Regions from separate parts of the Sus scrofa genome. Here region 2 is linked to region 1. Evidence: chromatin contacts called from public HiChIP or PLAC-seq data. All regions are on one chromosome and are shown on one strand. The core of a region is the stretch at or near the end of the contact, and the rest is flanking DNA. Distances in the headings are between cores, read along the strand shown.

Evidence for each region. HiChIP or PLAC-seq counts read pairs in DNA pulled down with a chosen protein or histone mark.
Region 2: a contact with region 1 is called in an H3K27ac HiChIP or PLAC-seq map of alveolar macrophages. The contact joins two enhancer-like sites. A contact is called at or near these places in 2 of 47 Hi-C or Micro-C datasets (alveolar macrophages and liver) and 2 of 2 datasets of contacts at active chromatin or transcription factors (alveolar macrophages and skeletal muscle).

The regions. Positions count from the first base shown.
Region 1 is chr13:196,787,438-196,790,584 of Sscrofa11.1, reverse strand. All of the region lies in intron 1 of IFNAR2 (interferon alpha and beta receptor subunit 2), which reads right to left. All of the region lies in intron 4 of LOC110256370 (40S ribosomal protein S2-like), which reads left to right. Among named protein-coding and RNA genes, the nearest start is that of IFNAR2, 23 kb to the right of the region's middle. Within about 2 kb of position 1,619, at least 14 of the 83 cell types and tissues checked have an H3K27ac peak or open chromatin away from gene starts, as enhancers often do. A contact at or near this core is called in alveolar macrophages, where this site is marked.
Region 2 is chr13:196,879,128-196,882,473 of Sscrofa11.1, reverse strand. All of the region lies in intron 6 of IL10RB (interleukin 10 receptor subunit beta), which reads right to left. Among named protein-coding and RNA genes, the nearest start is that of IL10RB, 27 kb to the right of the region's middle. Within about 2 kb of position 1,968, at least 27 of the 83 cell types and tissues checked have an H3K27ac peak or open chromatin away from gene starts, as enhancers often do. A contact at or near this core is called in alveolar macrophages, where this site is marked.

The DNA of each region.
Region 1 (3,147 bases), core at 370-2,869:
AAGGGGTGGGAGGAGGATGGGCCACAGTTATTCATGGGTCAGTGACAATCTTTAATTTTTTAATTAATAGGCAATTTTTAAGGGCAGTTTTAGATTTATAGAAAAATTACATTGGAAAGTACAGAGAGTTCTCATTTTATGCCTCCCTTCAGTTTTCTAGTAACATCTTTTTTTTTTTTTTTTTCCTGTCTTTTTGCCTCTGCTAGGGCCGAACCTGTGGCATATGGAGGTTCCCAGGGTAGAGGTCTAATTGGAGCTGTAGCTGCCAAGACTACGCCAGAGCCACAGCAACGCAGCATCCGAACTGCGTCTGCAACCTACACCACAGCTCAGGGCAACACCGGATCCTTAACCCACTGAGCAAGGCCAGGGATCGAATCCGCAACCTCATGGTTCTTAGTCAGACTCATTAACCACTGAGCCACGATGGGAACTCCTCTAGTAACTTCTTGTAATCATGTGGTACATTTGTTACCATTGGTGAGCCAGTGTTGTTACATTATTATTAACCAAAGTCCCAGTTTACACTAGGGTTCGCTTGTGTGGGTTACATTCTATGAGTTTTGACCAATGTTATGTATTCACCTTTATAGCATCATGCAGAGTAATTTCTAAAAATGCCCTGTGCTCCATCTGTTTGCTCCTTATTTTTCTCTTCCCTTCCTGGCAACCACTGATTTTTTATTTTTATTTTTTTAATGAATGAATTAATTAATTTATCTTATCATCTCCACAGTTTTTCTTTTTTTGGCGTGACATATAGTTGGACCCATACAGTACATAGCCTTTTCAGATTGGCTTCTTTCACTTCGCAATATGCATTTAAGCTTTCTCCATGTCTTTTGTGGCTTGATAGTGCCTTTCTTCTTCATGCTGAGGAATATTCCATTGTATGGGTATACCGCAAATTGTTTATCCATTCACCCATTGAAAAATGTCTTGGTTGCTTCCAAGGTTTGGCAATTATGAATAAAGCTGCTACAAACATCCTCATGCAGGGTTTTTTTTTTTTTTTTTTTTTTTTTGGTGAATGTGTTTTCAACTCATGGGTAGATATCAAAGAGTGTGATTGTTGGATCATATTTTAAGTGTCATGTTTAGTTTTGTAAGAAATCACCCAATAGCCTTCCCAAGTGGCCACACCATTTTTCATTCCCGTCAGCAATGAGGGAGGGTCCTCCCTTCTCTCCATCCTTACCAGCATTTGGTGCTATCAGCATTTTGAATTTTAGCCATTCTAGGTGGTGGCATGTATCTTGTTGGTTGAAGGGGTGGGTATTTCTAAGATGGGTGATTGTCAGGTAGGTCATAGTCTACTGAGATTGTTCTATAGCAAGAGAGAAATTGATAAGTGGGGAAGAGAGGAGATAAAGGCGTGAATGAAAGTGTTGAGATGGGGCAGGGGGATTCAGCCACACTGTAGGGGCTGGTCTTAGGTAGAAAGGAAATTTGTCCTTTGTAGCAGGGGAAAGGAAGGCAGAAAGAGGGGGTGGATTTGAAGGCAAGGAAAGAGACTCTCTGACAACTTCTGCTTTTTGCAGGAAGTATGTGACAAAGTCATCTGCTGAAAATGATGTGTGTGGGCAGGATCGTGAAAGAGGTTCATAGAGAAAGAGTTTCTAAATGTGGAATACTCTTGTGTGTCATGATGAGAGGTGACCCAGTGTAGAGATTTCTCAAGACTGCAGAGAGTACTGGTGTGGGTTCGATTCTTCTTTTCTTAAAATCCACAGCCCTACATCTCTCTACTCTCCTGCGGTCAGGAAGGCAGGAATGGTTAGTGGAAAAATGCCAAATTAGGAATCAAGGAACTGGATCTGGTCTCAACTCTGGCATGAGATGACCTCTCATGGGTCAAGTTTATTGCCGAGGTCAAGTACTTAGCTCTAACTTCCTCTTGGTGGCACCAGGCTGAGATTCTCAAGGCTGTGCCTGGCATAGCCCCTGAGCTCTCCCTCTGACTCGCAGTGTGTGAGAATATGGGAGTCAGTTCCTCCCTGGACCAAGAAATCCCAATCCATCGTTTGACAATATTTAGCCTCTCTCTTTGCACAGCTGCCGTCTTTGCCCAGGCAGGTGGAGGAAATGGAGCAAGCAACGGGCTGCTTCTTTGCACTCAGCTGCAAGCTGTCACTATTAATAGTTCAGGGCATTGCAGCCTTGGCATCTATGGCCCCTTGGGATAGGCAAACAGAAGCCCATCTCCATCACCTGAGCCTCAGCCCAGGAACTAAGCCACATGCACATGACTCTCTTTTCTCACCTCTGATTCTCAGAATTACTCATTTCCTTCCTTTTTCACCCTGTTTTTAAGCCAACATCACCCTTGAGGGCTTGTTTCTACCCATACTCGTACCCCTACGACTTCTTGGGTGTTAGGCACCAGGGATCTGCGGCCACTGCAGTTGAAGAGAGCTAAGATCCTACCCCAAGCATGCTTGAGAAATGGGTGCCACCAGGGCTTGAAAGGAAAGAAAACAGAAACAAAACAAAAATGAGAGGATCTGAGACAGCTTTCTCTTCTAGAACATGCTAATAGACCATGTGACTCCTAAAGTCTTTTGAGACTTTGTATTGTGGCAATGAATTAATTGTGCATACTCATGAATATATATCATCCAGTGAGTTAGGACATAAATACAGATCAATTAAAAAAAAACCCTCAACTGCATTGTCTTCTCATGGACCCCAAGTCTCCCAATGGCCCATGGCCATCTGTAGGGAGAACTCTGTGCGTGGGAAGCTGATGGATTCCCAAAAGACCATGCTTTTCTAGGGGAGTAGCCCAAGAAGGCAGGTAGTTCGTCTGAGGCTGCCAAGGGCAGATCAAGGTGCCTGGACTCAATCCTAGGTCTTGGTGCGTCATGGGGAAACAGGAGTATCTTTGGGGGACACTTCTTATTTGGGGAATTTGGTCAGTGTCTGCAGAGAGAAAGCTGTGAGAAACTCCAAGACAAACGCCTTGAGCCCTCTGGATGGGTTTAGTGCTCCCGAAGTGCTCCCCAGGAGCCAAAGTGATCAGCGCCTGGATCTTGGACTTGTAGCCTCTAGAGCCATGAGAAATAAACAATTAATATTTAAGCCACTTGATCAATGGTGTTTTGTTAGAGCAGCCTGAGCAGACTTAGACAGTATATGGTTTTAATA
Region 2 (3,346 bases), core at 719-3,218, 92 kb before region 1:
CAGTTTTTAAAATGCAACAAAAACCTTACACCTCATTCGCTAAGCGATGGCAGGTGTCCCTTTGACAGTTCTCGGAAACCTGGAGGGAGATTTGGAGGGTGATTCTGATGTGGTGGGGCTGACGCGGCCTGGGCGTCTTTGTCTCTTGGAAGCAGGGATGTCACGGGCATGAGATAGATCTGTCTTGGAGTAACTGTCGATCTCCTGTGCGTCCTCAGGCTGAGTTGGGGACCCTCTCTGGTGCTCCCCAGCACCCCGTGTGTCCCGTTTCATCCCTCAGCCCCGGGGGCCATCCAGTACAGCAGCCACCCAGCCACCTATGGCTACTGACCCCTTGAAATGTGTCTGACTCTATGTGTGCCGGAGGGGTAAAATACATACTGGCTTGTGAAGACGTTGTATTGCCAAAAGAATGTAAATATTGCAACGACGGAAAAAAATACCCCTTCCATGTTGAAATGATACTTTGGATATACTGGGTTGCATAAAATGTATTATCAACCTTAATTTCATCTGTTCCTTTTTACTTTAAAACGCAGCTACTAGCACATTTTAAATCTATGTGCTGTGTTTCCCTCTAGCATGTTTTCAGGACACTAACTCCTTTCGATGTGAGCTCCCAGCAGACTGGCTAGTTATGGACAGGAACCAGAGTCTGAGTGTCCAGGTCACTCCGACAATGAAGATGCCCGCATAGGGTTCCTGAAACATCTGCCGATTTCATGTTCTCCACTTTCCATCCTCGGAGGTTCACTGATGCCCATACTCTTCAGAATGAGGGCGAGAAACATTCCTTAAAGCGATGCCTTTTAACCTCTCTCCCCTCCCAGGTAACTCCTGGTTTCACCTTTAAGCGATCAGTCTGCCCCCTCTTAATATAATCTCCACACTCAGCCCTTTGAGACGGCTTAACCTGAGCCCTGGGTGGCTGTTCTGCCAACTGGTGTGGACGGACAGGATCCTCCCCGCCCCAACCCCTGGGTTCTGGGCCAGCTGCCAGAAGGGAGGCGGAAGGGCCAGAGGAATTGCGTCCAGATCTCAGCTGTTGTGCAAAGGAGGAACTCCCCCAAGTCCTTAGATCCAGGGGAGTCACAGGAATAGGCTAGAAGCTACCCGGCTTCTCCTGGGAGACAGGAGAGGAGAGAACAAAGGAAGATGTGCTGAATGTCAAGAAAAGCACACAGCAGGCTGGTCTCCCAGCTGCACACACACACACTGGTGACCAGCTTGGTACATCAGTACATCAACCTCCCAATGGCGTTTTCAGCGGGAGGTCTTCATCCCCAGCACATCTCTCGAGAATCAACTTTATCCTCAGGGCCATGGTTAGTGGATTCGCTACATTATGTGAGACTTCTAAGATCCAGGGATCCCAACCTGCTCAGAGGCTCCTGGCGCTTCCTTCACCCTCATTCCACTGGCCCTTCTCCAGCAGCCCACTCCCGCCAAGTATTTCTCAGATGTTACAGGGCCTGGTCTCCAGCCAAGTCTGCAAAGGCTTCTAGCCTTGGAGGTAGGAGCTGCTTCCAACGGGCTCCTTAACTGTGCTCTCGTCTCTGGCTTGATTTGCCCATGACATTGCACGTCGTGGCCCGTGTGTCCTTTCCTGTCTGATGAGTCCCTTTGATGGCGAAGCCGGAAGCAAAAAAGCAGGTGAACAGCTTTGCTTCCTCTTGGTGTTCCATTTACAAAACACCTTCTACCCAGAGCAAAGGGCCCGCCCTGCTCTGTTCTTCCTGCTGATGTAGCTTCTTGGAAGCTCACCTCCAGAAGATTCTTGCCTCATTCTGGTGCTGCAGCCTCCCTGGCACTCTCGTTAGAAGGTCCTGGCTGCTCTGAAACTCCTGCCAGTGGTTACGCGGCCCACTTTCTATCTGCGTTGGAAGCTGTGGTGCCTACACTTGTTCACTGGCGCTGAATCGGCTCCCAGTCGAGTCTCTCTCAAGGACGCGGCCTCCACCGGAGGGAGCTGGCTCGGGTCCTGCCCAGAGGCAGCCTGTCGCAACTGACTGGCTGGTGTGGGGACGAGCTGACATCAGCTCTAGCAACAATACCTTAATAGGACCAGAAAAGCAAGAAGCGGCCAGGCCACAGCAGGACGTGTACTTCAGAGGACAGGAAGCTCGCCCTGTGGGGGTTTAGGGACCTGACACATCAGTTCTAGGGGTCGCATGGAATAAGGTAGGCTGGGGCCTCCTAGAAGGGGACAAATTATTGTATTTTTCCCCTGCCCACTGCTAAAGGGAAGCACTGTACGAAGTGGGCCTCCTTGGGTTCTGGGGCATCACGTTCCATATCAGGAATACGGCTTCAGTGCATTTGTCGACTGACAATGAAGGCTGCAGGCTCCAAGGGGGCCTGGAGCGGGAAGGAGCCCAGCAGAGGGAATGGGATTTGGGGCAAGCTGCCCTGGCCGCCTCTTATGCCAGTTGATGCTGGGGTTCAAAAGCCCAGCATCATCTCCCAGTGCCCCATTAACCGAACCCAATGCGTGTGCAGTTGCCGTGAAGCCCAGCAGCTTCTTGGAGGGTGTGTGGCGGGAAAAGATGGAGTTTGTGGCAAATCCCAAGAGAAGAATCACTCAGAGTCACCATAGCGCTGGGGCCGGGCCGGTCCTTGGCAGTGGAGAATAATGCCCTATTTGGGAACAGCTCCTGGGTATCAGCTATGGGGATCTGGGAGAGACAGAGCCTCAGGCCAGAGGACACCAGGTGACCATGCCACCTAAAAGGGACCAGAGGCCGTCAAACCCGCCAGGTCCTCAGCTGGGGTCTGAGGACGCATGCGTAGGTGGCCTGGTCCCCTTGCTTGTCTGCCTCTGCTCAGACCACAAGCACCTCGGGGGTCAGACGGGTGTCCTCACCAGCTAATGTGGTTTACGGGGAGGTCAGTGAGGCACAGGGGCGCAACCCCAGCTCCCTGGAACCCCAAAAGGGGGCCCTGAACACCAGCGGGGAGAACGCCTCCAACAGGCAGGGCTTCAGGCTGGGCGTCTAATCAACAAGAGCGGCCCAAGGTCAGGTCCCTGTGGAAGCCCGGGCAGGGCTAAGGCTGAGGCTGGTGCTCAGGGGCCAGAGGAAGGAAGACTGGAAGGTCCGGGCGAGGAAGTCCAGGAAGAGGCATGTGGAGGGACGATGGGAGCAGCTCCAAGTGGGGGCGTCTCTGGACCACGTGTGAACTCTGAGCCCCAGAGCGGGGCCCTCTGCCCGCGGGGCAAATGCTCTGCCAGGCCTCAGCGGTGGCAGCTGTGGCCCTGCAGCCAAGGAACAGCCAGTCGCTCCTGAAACAGGTCCACTGTGGTCGGCGCGCACTGCCTCCCGAGTCAGGACGTGGGACTGGAGATAAG